Regions from separate parts of the Mus musculus genome. Here all the other regions are linked to region 2. The links are chromatin contacts, called in public HiCAR-type and HiChIP or PLAC-seq maps. All regions are on one chromosome and are shown on one strand. The core of a region is the stretch at or near the end of the contact, and the rest is flanking DNA. Distances in the headings are between cores, read along the strand shown.

The links. HiCAR-type assays count read pairs that join an accessible place to other places. HiChIP or PLAC-seq counts read pairs in DNA pulled down with a chosen protein or histone mark.
Region 1: a HiCAR-type map of astrocytes shows a contact between it and region 2, with 2.6 times the contacts expected there. The contact joins the promoter of Ciart here to the promoter of Setdb1 in region 2. A contact is called at or near these places in 1 of 39 promoter capture datasets (hippocampal neurons) and 2 of 115 datasets of contacts at active chromatin or transcription factors (astrocytes and stem cell-derived neural progenitor cells).
Region 3: a contact with region 2 is called in a FOXA1 HiChIP or PLAC-seq map of pancreatic cancer cells. The contact joins the promoter of Mtmr11 here to the promoter of Setdb1 in region 2. A contact is called at or near these places in 1 of 39 promoter capture datasets (pre-B cells) and 1 of 115 datasets of contacts at active chromatin or transcription factors (pancreatic cancer cells).

What each region holds. Positions count from the first base shown.
Region 1 is chr3:95,879,684-95,884,329 of GRCm38.p6, reverse strand. It overlaps Ciart (circadian associated repressor of transcription), which reads left to right and starts at 2,102. Exons shown (of 6, transcript NM_001033302.2): 1 at 2,102-2,175; 2 at 2,741-3,149; 3 at 3,272-3,347; 4 at 3,617-3,695; 5 at 3,810-3,921. The coding sequence starts at 2,805. All of the region lies in intron 1 of C920021L13Rik (RIKEN cDNA C920021L13 gene), which reads right to left. BC028528 (cDNA sequence BC028528) reads left to right here. Exons shown (of 6, transcript NM_153513.4): 6 at 93-385.
Region 2 is chr3:95,355,083-95,359,418 of GRCm38.p6, reverse strand. Setdb1 (SET domain, bifurcated 1) reads left to right here and starts at 2,217. Exons shown (of 22, transcript NM_018877.3): 1 at 2,217-2,354; 2 at 3,217-3,485. The coding sequence starts at 3,226.
Region 3 is chr3:96,159,513-96,163,826 of GRCm38.p6, reverse strand. Mtmr11 (myotubularin related protein 11) reads right to left here and starts at 1,857. Exons shown (of 17, transcript NM_181409.3): 1 at 1,569-1,857; 2 at 1,108-1,198; 3 at 614-735; 4 at 299-359; 5 at 17-159. The coding sequence starts at 1,634. It overlaps Otud7b (OTU domain containing 7B), which reads right to left. Exons shown (of 12, transcript NM_001025614.1): 12 at 2,698-4,314.

The DNA of each region.
Region 1 (4,646 bases), core at 853-3,352, 530 kb before region 2:
TGGGACTGGAACTTAGGTCCTCTGCGAAAGTGTGTTCTCTTAAACACTGGGCCAGCCCCCCTGACCCTGTTTCTATCCACCCCCTTTCCCAGGTGAGAGAAGGCCGCTATCACTCTTCAGACTAGAATTCTTTGGCAAGAATTTGGATGAAAAATTTTAAAAAAAAATTGGGACTGGAGAGATGGTTCAGCGGTTAAGAGCACTGACTGCTCTTCAAGAGGTCCTGAGTTCAATTCCCAGCAACCACATGGTGGCTCACAACCATCTGTAATGGGATCTCATGCCCTCTTCTGGAGTGTCTGAAGACAGCTACAGTGTACACATATATATATATATACAATAAATAATTCTTTTAAGAAAAAAATTAAAAAATTAATTTTGCCTACTTCTTAATGAGAGTCTGTTCTAAAGTCAACACTGACACGTACACCAAGATTTAGCGGCATGAAGGGCAGATTAGAAAGAGAATTACAAGGCAGGGAACCAGAAGCAGGCAGATCTTTGAGTTTGAGGGCAAGCCTGGTCTACAAAGTGAATTCCAGGGCAGCCAGAGCTACACGGAGAAACCCTGTCTTGGGGGGTGGGGTGGGGAAGGAATTAGATATCAACTAATTAGAAGGAATTATACCCTATACATAGTTTAGAGTAGAACAGAGACTATCACAGATAACAGGTTCATTCTGAGACTGTAATTCTAACTCTATTTTTGTTTCTTTTCTTTTCCTGAGGGTCCCATGTGGCTCGGGTTGGTCTTGAACTGATCTCCTTGCATCCATCCCTCAGGATTACAGAAGGCATGAGCCACCACATCTAGATTACTTATATTTTATTTGATATTGTCTTGAAATTGTGTTTGGGGAAACAGTGCTGAGGTTTAATTTAGAAATCCTTTTCCTTTTTCTAAAATAACCACATTGCTAAATATAAGTAAAAAAGCATTAGAACATATTTAAAATAACCACACGTTCTCCAAACCATGACTTAGATCCCTGTCCAACTTTTCTTTTAGTAAGACTGGGGGGGTGGGGGGGTGGTAGTGTCTGTTCTCTCGACCCTAATCAGAACTAGAGTGCCCCCTTGCGACTCCTCTGCTTCAGTCGACAGGGTCCTCCTCGCCATCGTTTCCTTTTACAGTGACTTGGTGCAAGGGATGCTAAGGTCTGTTGGTGACTCTCTAAACTCTTGACTCGCTTTTTTCCTTCCTCAACGTTTCCCCAGTTTTCTCCCAGGAACAAATAAACTGAAGCCAGATAAAGCCATAAGCTTGAGGAGCAAAGATCTACTCTGCTCTGTTCCCAGTACTGAGAATCAGAGAATTCTGAGTGAAGGGTCCGAAGGGCCCGGGGCAGAAAAGTCAGGGACAAGTTCGGCTATGACCTCTAGAATCTTGGCGGGCTGGCATCCGAGCTGGGAACGTGCGTGGCAAGTTATGTAAGAACCGGCTGGAGAAGCTGCGCGGCGGGAGCCCCGGAGAGGACGCGGTGTTCCAGCCGCAGTCCCCACCCTCCTCGCCCAGCAGGGCAGGAGGCACCCAACTTGGTGGCGAGGAGGGGAGGATGAAAGAGTGGGGAGTCACGAGGGCGAGCCGCCGACAAGGGAACGGATGCCCGGCGTCACACGTCCGTTGTCACACACGTTGCGGACACGAGTTGCTGAGGGCTCCCACGTGCTGCGCCCGTGCGCGGAGGCGCTCAGAGGGGCCCACGTCCCGAGGCGCCACCTCCGTGGCTCGGCCCCGCTCTGTACACTCCAGCCGTGCGTCTCCCGCGCAGTGCTGTCCTATTTAAGGCTATGAGCTCCACCCTTTTCCGCCCCTTCCTTAATTTTCACTTTTTTCCATCCTCCTTTTTTATCACCCGAGGAGCCGCATGTACGGGCGGAGCATGGACTGCTTCCCTTCCAGCCAATCACCACTTGGCTGCCTCTCTATTGGCCGAGCCCCCGCGTGCCGTAGCAAATGGGCTGTGAGCGTCTGCATCTAGAGTCACGTGTTGCCGGTAAGCTATCCAATGAGAGCACAAGGTCTGTGTACGCAGGGGGAGGCACGTGCAGAACCGCACGTGTCTGGGAGGGGGAAGGGGCGGGACCCACAGAGTGAGGCGGAGGTGGGTCGGCTAGACCAGCACAGACAGTGAAGAAGCTGCATACCGACCGGGGCTGAACCGACAGACCCAGGTAAGCGGACGAGAGCCAAGCGCTCTCCGGAAGACGACCCGGATGGGGTGGGCATGGAAGACCGCAGATCGGGGTGTTGGGAGGTATTGCATCACCTGGCAGGCGCGACCGTAGACTGACCAGCGCAGTGCACCTGATGGTGAAGGATGCGAAAGCGGTGGAGCCGGGTGTCTATGGGGCCGGAACTCTAGGGACCTGAGGTGGGTTCTGGTGCGCAGAGCAGCCTCTAGCGGGTGTCGTTTTTAGGTCGATAGGCTCCCTATGAGGTCTGGCCGGGAACAGCCCAGAACTGCAGGCTGAGGGGAAGGTGTAAAGTCGGTTATTCACCCAAGGGAAGAAAGGCTGTGTAGGGTCAAGAGCTCTGTGTGGGCTGGCGGTCTAGATTTTGAATGCGGCTGGAAGAGCAAGTTTTTTTTTTTTTTCCTTTCTTTCTTGTTTCTATTGAGAACGGAAAAACAATAAAACAAAGCGAAAACCATGTTACTCTGTTTAGAATGCCCCAGTCTCCCAGTCCCTTTCCTAATTCTTTGACTCTGATTTCAGACTCCCTCGCTTTGCTTTTCAGTTGCAGGTTCTGATCTTTGGTACTACGGGAGCTGCTCTTCAGCCCCTCTCCTGCTCCTGGACCTATGGATTCTCCATCTAGTGTTTCTTCTTATTCCTCCTCCTCCCTCTCCCCATCATTTTCCACGTCCTCTGTGAACAGTGACTTTAGCTTCCCTTCTGATAACGAGAGGGAGGGCAAGGGCACCCATGAGCTCAGGCCAGACACTGTGGGTCAGAGAGGAGGTTCCAGGCCCAGTCCAGGCCCTATCCGCTGCAGACATCGACCCAGGGTTTCTAGTAACCAACATACAGCACCTCATCTGGAACAGCAAGGATCTGAAGTCAAGAGATCAAGAGACGGTGAACAGGAGACGAGTCTGAACACCCAAGGATGTACTACAGAGGGAGATCTGCTCTTTGCTCAAAAGGTAACAGAAAGCAGAAAAGATAGTGCAGTGGCAAACACCTAATTGGTTGACAAGGACCTGCCAGTTACATCACAGCAGAAAAACCACTGCTGGTCTCAAAGTCTTGTGCTGTTTTTCTACAGTGTAAAGAACTCCAAGGGTTCATACGGCCCCTCACAGACCTACTGAACGGACTCAAGATGGGTCGCTTTGACAGAGGTAATAATCTGATTAATTAATTATATTTCTGGGGGTAGCCCCCCTTCTCTGAGTGAAATCTTACATTTCTCTTTGGGGCATGGGCTATTCTGTTTGCATCTGTAACTTAATTTCTTCATGTGAATTCATTTGAACCCCATCTGTCTCTGTATTTCCTTTACATTTACCTCAGTCCCCACCTCTGCTGTTTCCCTCAATGCTGGGAGTGAACCTACAGCTGAGCTGTGTACATCCCACGCCCTCTAATCACCCTCCCTCTTTCACCCTAGGATTAAGTAGCTTCCAACAGAGTGTGGCCATGGACCGGATCCAGCGCATAGTGGGTGTTTTACAGAAGCCTCAGATGGGGTGAGTCTCCCTCTTTCCTTCATTCCCTCCTCAGTATCTTATTGAGGGAGGCCTGTACAGTTCTCCCTGTTTCTTTTTTCATAGTTGACTTTTAAAATATCCTTTTTTTCACAGAGAACGTTATCTAGGAACCTTGCTGCAGGTGGAAGGGATGTTAAAGACTTGGTTTCCTCACATAGCTGCCCAGAAGTCATCCTCAGGAGGTAGCCGGCACCAGATAAGCAAGGTATGCCCCTAAAGACCAAGGGAGAGACTGGGAGAAGACCCAGGCCCCGACTGTCTGGAGAACGTCTCCCTTCCAGGTGCCTTCCCTTTTCCCTCCCAGGGAAGGGCTGTCTGTCTGACTTGGCACATTACTGTGAGTTTTAGATTTCGTCTCGATGTTGGCTCTATTCTGTTGAGATCTCACGAAATTTACCCCTGCCCTCCTGTCAAAGCTGTCTGCTTCCTGAAGGCTTTTTTTTTTCTGTTTTTTTCGAGACAGGGTTTCTCTGTGTAGCCCTGGCTGTCCTGGAACTCACTCTGTAGACCAGGCTGGCCTCTAACTCAGAAGTCCGCCTGCCTCTGCCTCCCGAGTGCTGGGATCAAAGGCATGCACCACCATACCTGGCTTACAGAAGGCTTTTAATCTGGCCAAATGACTCACAAGAAGATGCCTCCATTTTTCTCTTCTTGACCTCCCCCCAAAACCCTCCCCCTCTCCATCTTTTGACTTCTATCAACATAACTTTAAACCTTACATAGTGAGTTTCTCTTTCTTTCTCCCTCTCTTTCTTTCTTCCTTTCCTTTCCTTTCCTTTCCTTTCCTTTCCTTTTCTTTTCTTTCCTTTCCTGTTTGTTTGAAAACAGGGTTTCTCTGTGTAGTGGCTGACCTGCAACTTGTTCTGCAGACCTGGCTAGCCTTAAACTCAGAGATGCATGTGCCTCAGCTTCCCGAGTGTTCAGATGAAA
Region 2 (4,336 bases), core at 968-3,467:
TTCTATTTATCCTTTTTACCTGTCCTGAGCTTTGAGGTCTGTACACACAATAATTTCCATTCGACCTCTAAATATTTGGGCATGCCCTGACTTACCTGGGCAACAAAGGCAGGACCATTATCTGACACTATTGCTTTTGGCCTTTTGGCACTCTGAACCTTGGAAAATTTTCTTCTTCTTCTTCTTCTTCTTCTTCTTCTTCTTCTTCTTCTTCTTCTTCTTCTTCTTCTTCTTCTTCTTCTTCTCCTTTTCCTTCTTCGGGTGGGGGGTTCGATACAGGATTTCTCTGTGTAGCCCTGGCTGTGCTGGAACTCACTCTGTAAACCAGGCTGGCCTCGTACTCAGAAATCTGCCTGCCTCTGCTTCCCGAGTGTGGGAATTAAAGGCATGCACCACCATTGCCCGGCTTCAATAACCTTAATGACCATCTGATCAGTCTCATTTTTACAGGGAAAAGCTTCTACCCATCTTGAGAACGTATCCACAAAAGCCAGAAGGTATTTATATACATATTTTCCAGGTCATACCTCAGTAAAGTCTACCTCCATGTAGGTGCCAGGTCTGTCTCCCGGGTACCTCTTCCCTGGATGCACCATAGTGCAGTAGACATTGACTTTTGCAGGGCACACACTTGTGCACCACCTGCTCCACAAGGTGTTTTAACCCTGGTACATGGTACTTAGTCTTGGAGAATGTCTGGATAAGCTTGTTTACCCCTAGGTGAGTCCACTGGTGCATCTGTTTGATCATAGCCTCTGCTTGTCTTTGTGGCAGGATTTTCTCTCCCCCAGAGGTGTACCACAGTCTCTTATTTTTGTTGAACTGATGACTGGAATCTTTGAAAATGAGGGCTAAGTCCTCTGCTGTGTAAGTAAACTCCGGGACCGGTTTTTTGGGCTCTGTTGCCAAGAACACGAGGGCCATGGCTGCCCAAATGTTTTGGATTCCTTAAAGACACACACAAACACACACAAGGGCTGGAAAATGATTTCGTATTTAAGAACACTTATTGTTTTCCAGATTATTTTGAGTTTGAATTTTAGTGCCTATGTTGGATGGCAACTGTCTGTAACTGCAGTTCCATAGAATCCAGTATTCTCTTCGGGCTTTTGAGGCCAACTTGCACTTATGGGCACATATGCATACACAGACACACAGGTGTACAGAAAAATATATTTTATATAGATACCTTGCAGGACATGGTGGCTCACAGGTTAATCCCAACAGGTAGAAAACAGAGGCCGGTAGATCTTTGCACAGTCTACATAGCAAGTGCCAGACCATCCAAGATTACAAAGCACGACCCCATGTTAAAACTACCACAACAAAACACTTCTTGAGTCTGCTCTTTATTTCTGTGTTTCAGCTTCCTTTACCCTTGCAGGCAGGGTTATGGGAGGACAGTGGAAGAAGACAGTGTACTTGAGTTTGGCAGTTTATTTGTAAGGCTGTTCTTAGGCTAGAGGGGTGTGAGCAGTGCTGGGAGATTGGCCAGATCTGCTGTGAAAGTAATGGCATTCAAAGATGAGTAGGCAGAAAGAAGCAAAGAAAGAAATGAGAGCTGGGCAGTGGTGGTGCACACCTTTAATCCCAGCACTTAGGAGGCAGAGGCAGGCAGATTTCTGAGTTCGAGGTCAGCCTGGGCTACAGAGAGAGTTCCAGGACAGCCAGGGCTATACAGAGAAACCCTGTCTCAAAAAAAAAAAACAAAAAAAACAAAAAAAAAAAACAAAAAAACAAAACAAAACAAAAACAAAACAAAACAAAAACAAAAAAAAACCTCAAAAAACAAAAAACCTTAATCTTGTGAAAGATGAAAACTACACAATCTCAGTGATAAAATGATGAGTTTTTTGTTGTTGTTTATTTGTATTTTTCTTATTTCCTATATGAACACTCATTAATTTTGCTAAAAAATTAATTTTATTACTAAAAAAAATCTTCAAATTAAAACAATAATCAACTATATTGGCCACCTGTAGGGGAAGAGCTTCCATAAATGACTCCGGAAAATACCTGCTTTGTCCAACTAGCCCCTTATCTGGAAATGCCCTACTTCACACATGCATACTCTCCTTAAATTCCCATAACCCCTGTACCGCAGCGCTATGCAATAAATTTGGTCCCTTCGGGCTACCGTCGGAGAGGCCGGAAGGACGCTCCCTATTGCTTCCGGACCGTCGGTTTGCTCCCCGCCCCCTCCTGCCTCCTCACGCTGTTTCCCCTCCCCCGCCGTCTCTCCTTCAGTTTGCCTGGGTTTGGCAAGGCGGAGCCCTGGAGTAAAACCTGGGGTCGGGGTTGTGAGACGCGGCCCTTGCGGTCGGGCGCCAGAGTTGTGGGGAGGACGGACTGAGGTGCGCTGAGGCCGAGGTGGACCTGGGAGGCTTGGCTGGTGCGAGGCTGGGGCTGTGTGTGGGAACTTGGCGGGAGAGGAGCGAGCCGGGGGCGGGCGGGCCTGAGGCGGCGGCTGCGGGTGGGCGCGAGGCGGTGCGTGGGTGAGGCGGTGCGTCGATGAGGCGCGGGAAAGCAGGAGGGCGGCAGGCTGGAGGCTGCTGCGGTTCTGCGTGGCCCGGGCGGCCAAGCGCCTGTGCGCGTTATTCCGAGTGTGGCTGCTGGGTGGTCGCCATGGCTTCAAGCTTTTGCTCTGATCACGTAGGGATGTCCGACTTTTCCTCTCTTCGTCCCTTTTCTTCTTTGCTGGTCGCAGACTCCCAGGGCCTGGTGCAGCCGGGAAGCCCATCCCTTGTGCAGCTGCCCTCTTGCATGGCCCTAGGAGGTTTTAAAAGCCACCTTGCCACGGGAAAGCAAAGAGCCGCGAGGAAAAGGAGGACTAAACAACCCGGGTGGAATTAGTTCATTGCGGCTCACCTGTCTCCAGCCGCCGGTGCCTCGGTTAGACTCGGTGTAGTGACAGAGCCAATTAAGGAACAAGTAGCTCCCAGAAGTATCTTCCTTGGTCGATAAGCACTCTTCGGTTTCCTGAAACCTTGTTTTAGCTAGCTCCCTGGTGCGTGTTGGAGTTCTCCAGGGTCTCCCCGCTCTTAGTTGTTACCCAGAGCTTGGGTCTGTGTGAGAAGATGAGGCTCCCCGGGAAATCTCCAGATCGCCTTGTGGAGGAGGAGGGGAGAGAACAGAGTTTGCAGGCTTTTGATTATGAGACAGAAATGGTGTGAGCCTCGGTTAGAGTTGTTTTCGCTTCTTGTTCATCCTGCACAGGGCCAAAGCATGTCCTCCCTCCCTGGGTGCATGAGTTTGGCTGCAGCGCCAGCTGCAGCTGACTCTGCAGAGATTGCTGAGCTGCAGCAGGCGGTGGTTGAAGAGCTGGGTATCTCTATGGAGGAACTTCGTCAGTACATTGATGAGGAACTGGAAAAGATGGACTGCATACAGCAGCGCAAGAAGCAGCTCGCAGAGCTGGAGACGTGGGTACTACAGAAAGAGTCTGAAGTGGCTTATGTTGATCGGCTGTTTGATGATGCATCCAGGTAGGGATTCCAGGAAGCAGAAGTAAATGTCCATCTGTGTCCTCCTTGGAGTGACTGTTGTTGTCATTGTCCTAAGCACTTTATACTTTGGCGACTTCAGTCAGGTGGGGCCTTACTCTTCCTCTGAGTTTGTAATGCAGAGTTGCAACAGAACACTTTTTCCCTGTGGGTAGCTGCTATGTGATCAGCAGTAGTTAGGTTAAAGGCTTGAATTCCCTTCTCTTCCTCCTGGACTGAACTTCCTTCCTAAGATCCCCAGAAAGTGAAGATTGTAGAGTTGCTGTCTTTTCTGTTTTTCTGAGACAGAATCCCAATACCTAAATCTTGCTGGCCTGCAACTTGCAGAGATCTGCCGACTTTTGCCTCCTAAGAGCTGCAATGAAATGATCCTAGCTTATGCTTGTTGAGTTGATTGGGGTTTCATTCGTTCATCCATTTTTGATACAAAGTCTCTTTACGTAGAATTGGCTGCCCTAGAACTCACCATATAAACCATATTGAGCTGGACTCATAGAGACCCATCTGCCTTTGTTTCTCCAGTGGTGAGATTAAAGGGATGTTTCACAGCACCCAGCAAAATGAAGTTGATATTTAAAGCTGTCTTCTTAGTTCCCAAAGCCACATAGATAATAAATATCAGATATTAGGACTTTTGTAACAGCAGGTGGAAAATTGAAGTCTAGAAAATTGTTTCATAGAAGAATTACATGGAAACAAACATTCTGTGGAAAAGCATTCTAAATAGGTACTTTGGAACATGTAGAGCAAACAGTCTATATTTAAATATACATAATTTCCTGTTACTGTGTTGTGTTTTGTATGTGGGGGGGGTTGTTTTTTGTTTTTGTTTC
Region 3 (4,314 bases), core at 608-3,107, 800 kb before region 2:
GGTAAAGGGTTCTTACCTGGAAGGCCTGAGGTGCCAGCCCTCCAGCCTCAAAACCAACTCGAAGCAGCCGGAAGTCCCGGCCATGAAGCAGAAGCTCTTCAGGAATGAACTTAAGCTGAGACCCAGGACGGAGAAGCTGCACTCTTGACAAGCCGCTCACTGAAGTCGAGGGTTAGCGTAGAGTGACCGTGGGATCTTCTGGGAGCATTTCCTCCACTCCACCCTGCCCCAGCCCTCAGTCTTCTGAGAACAGAAGGTAGAGACTCAAATGCCCCTTTTACCAAACCCTCAAACTTACCAGCCTCTAATCGACCAATGTTGATCAAGGCAAAATCATTTTCACTACTCAGAGGAGTATCCTAAAGGAAGCACAAGACTGATGCTACAGACATGACAGCCATCCCTGTCTTGCCTTGCTGCCTCCGCCCCTCCCCCGTAGAAGGCAGCTTCCATAGAAATAATTCTACCATTTACTGATACATTCACAAGAAAAACAGAGCATTGCTATGTAGCCTAGGTTAGCCTGGAACTCTCATGGTCTTCCATCTCAACGCCCCACCCCCCAACTGCTGGGACACCGCACCAAGCTTTTCTATTACACTAATCACCTCACCTGCTTTCGCTGCCATCCACAAGGCTGGAAGGTTACCCTAAAGTTAGTGCAGATCAGAGTTCCAGGCAGGTCTAGTCCTGGCCCTTTCCTTCGTCCTGGTGCCCATGCTAGGATATGCTCCCCTAAAAGGGAGAAAGAGAAGCAAAGGTCTAACTATCCCCAATGCTGCCCCACACTTCTATGTGGCTACTCGTCTATCCTTAGATGTAAAATTGAAGGAAAAGAATAGACTTTTTTTTTTAACTTCTAAAACCCTGCATAGAACGTGGCACATATACACTCACTGGTCTTTGGATAGTTAATAAGAAAAGTGGTAGCCGGGGTGAGAAAGCAGAATGAACAATGTCCAGGCCTTCCACAAGCTCTGAGGAAGGAGGCAGGAGAATGAGTCTCAGAAACACTTCGAGGAAAGGAATAGGGAGTATCTTTGGTGAAAACAAAAAAGGATGGGGTAGGAAGACTTTTAAAGGAATCTAGAGAGGTCATTTTATTACCTGGGAGACAACCAGAGGCCAGGCAGCTGCCAAGCTGATGACTGCTGGGCTCCGGCATCCTGTTCCCTGGGTTAGACTTCGGTCCAGAGAGCTGAGCAGGGGAGAGAGTTAATCTGGGACCCCCTAAACTCAGAATCTGGGATTTCTCCAGTAGCTGCCTTTGGAGACCCGCATTGAGTTCATTTGTTCGGGTTCTTCCCCCCCCCCCCCCCCCCCTTCTCTGCTCTGCTCTCCTCTCCTCTCAGGGAAATTGAGATCACTGACTGCGGCTGGCAGACAAGACAAGGAGGGGCTGGTTAATGGATAATGAGACAACTCGAGACTGAAAAAGGCAGACGAGCTCCATAACAGTTGATAAAACAGATACACCCTCCTCCTCTGAATCCTTTCCTTCCCCTTTAATTTCCACAGCATCCCATTCACACTCTCTTGTTAGCTACCCTCCCATTCCTTTTCCTTACCCCCATCTCTGGCTCCTCCTTCTGGGGGGCAATGTTGAAACTCTGGCCCCGGCCCCCCCACCACATTTCCCTGGCTCCATCCGGGAGTAGAGCAGCTAAGGGTGGGAGTCCTCAAAGATGCTGGCTCTTTTTGGGGAGAGGCTAAATCCTAGAGGTGGGGAGAAAGAGGCTGGGGAGGACGCAGCGGTAGCGGCATTTCGGATACCAGGAGCACAGTTCCAGGGGTCTTATTTGAAAGGTGTGTCCTGCCCAGACAGGGGAGGCTCTTTGGAAACTTCGGTGACTCTAAGAGAACAGGCAAGATGCCCAGCCCCTTAAAGGAGAATACGCAATTTTTTTTTTCAAAGTAGAAAGGAAATGGAGGAGCTTAAGAAAGATGGGAGGAATGGGGGAACTGGGGATACCCAGATTCCCTTAACCCACATCCACATTTTAGTCTCTTTCTGTTCGTGAATATTAGTGGGTGTGACGAGGGGAGCAGTAGTTAAATGAAAACATTTTGGGCTAGCTCTCTATACTTTTTCAATGAGAGATGAAACACTAGGAAACTCAGTTATTTTGGTTTCGTTTATTCATGGGTTTTGTGATTTTGTTCATTTTCAGCCTCCTCTGACAACCTAACGGGTTGAGAAGGGGACATAAAGGGAACTGAACCTTGTGTCCTTTTCTGGAGAGCGTGACAGGCCCAGGGGCAGAATGGAGTGGACGGAAATTGGTGTGTCTGGGATGCAGACACAGCACAGGTATTTTGGTGTGCAAATCTCGGCAGTGGGGCGGGAGCTAGAAAACCCAGAAAAAGATCGTGGTATATCTAAACCAGCCTTTGCGCCCGGCGAGCGCACCTCCCCACTCCCGCAGCCACCTATTCCTATGGAAAGCCCAGCCCCAGGTACATGACTCCGCCCCTCCAACCCAGTCACCAGATCTCCTAATGAATGATTCATGTTCTGGACTTTGAAAGCTAAGGACTGGAAAACTCTTTTCAGCTCCAGGATCACATTTCCCCCTCCTTCCCTGCTGAATTTAAAAAGCAAAGATGGGGCTGTAGGGCACTGAACAGAGATGCTAAGGAGGGCAGCTTGAGGGCAGCATGTTTCAACACGGAGAAGACAGGAAATGAAATACAAAATAGGTGTTAATGAGCTGCTGTTTTATTGTTTTTGAGTCTGTACAGAGGCAGCAATCCTTAGGTGGGGGCCGTGACATTCAACACTCCCTTCCCCACAGCACACATCCTTCCAGCCTCAGCTTCCAAAGTTCTCTTTGTTGGCTGCAACTGTGGAAATAGTGAACTAGCATGAGCAGAGACTGGAACAAACAGGTATGTACTTGCTAGCAAGCTGGTCTAGACGCCTGATTGTAGAAGTCCTAAAGACTGCTGGTCACCACCACCCCACCACACACCTCAATGCTTCTGGAATAAAGTATGTAGTAAGGAACAGCTTAGGAACAGGTGTGCCAAAATCCCATGACCTACTTTTCTTCTCCCCACCACTTTCCTCCGAAAGCCTCATTCTGTTCTTTAATATCTTGAGGTATGGGAACAGCAGAATATAGAGGGAATGGTCAGGACGGAGAGAAGTGATGTGATCATCGCCTAACCAGAAGCACAAAGGGGCTGCAGTTGAGGATTAGGTTAACAGGAAGACTCTCACCACCTGCAGCACAAATGCAGATAGATGTCCACTGGATGGAAAGGGGATAGAGAGGCAAGGAGCTGTGTCAGATTTTTCCATTTTCAGACCCTCGCTCTGGTTATAGGTTTGTGCCAGGAGCAAGGGCTGCTGGGAGGGGTAGCTGGAGGAGGAAGGTGGAGCTGAGTGACTCACAGGATGAATCACAGATCCAGTTATAAACACAGAAAGAGGCCAAGGTCCTTCCCACCCCACTGCTTAGACAGCTTCTATCACTTCCTCTACCCCCAACTCACACAGCCAAGGGAAGGAGAGGGCACAGGAATTGTACATGGAAGCATGATAGTATTTTGTTAAACAGCTTAAGCACAGGAGGCAATACACAATAACTTGTGACTGGGTATCCACAAGATATTCAGACACGAGTGCCTGTGTGACTCATTGAGCCTGCAGTCCACACAGGTTGAGGGCAAGAAGAAAATATTAGAATCCAGGGTATGTATGTTTCCAGAGCAGATAATGGCTTCTAATTCTGTCCTCTTGCCTATGGCTATGTGGCTGGGTACTGCCTCTTTGAAAAAGAGGACACAGTCCAGTCAGAGGTGTCTGAGTAACTCATAGACAATCATTACCCAAATGCTCCTTTATTGAAAGAAAAATAAAGTGCCTGGAACCTTGGACATGGGAGTGAAAGGAAGAACAGCAAGAGCAAGATCTCAGAGAACGGGCTCTGTTCTCGGCTCGGGATCACCTCCCAAGTGTACAATATAAAGCCATGGTCATTTCTGCTTTACTGGTCTATGGATTTTGGAAAGCTATGGAGAGGGAAGGTACTTCTATTTTAAGGCACAGCATGGAGCTTAACACCATCCCTCACTCTTAGAAATTGCATCTTAAAAACTAAATAAAAAGATATAATTTATATCATTTACAAACTGCAGTATGAGGAAACCCTTTTTCAATTCTCCTTTTTTTTTTTTTTTTTTTGGTTTTTCGAGACAGGGTTTCTCTGTGTAGCCCTGGCTGTCCTGGAACTCACTCTGTAGACCAGGCTGGCCTCGAACTCAGAAATCCGCCTGGCAAGTGCTGGGATTAAAGGTGTGAGCCACCAC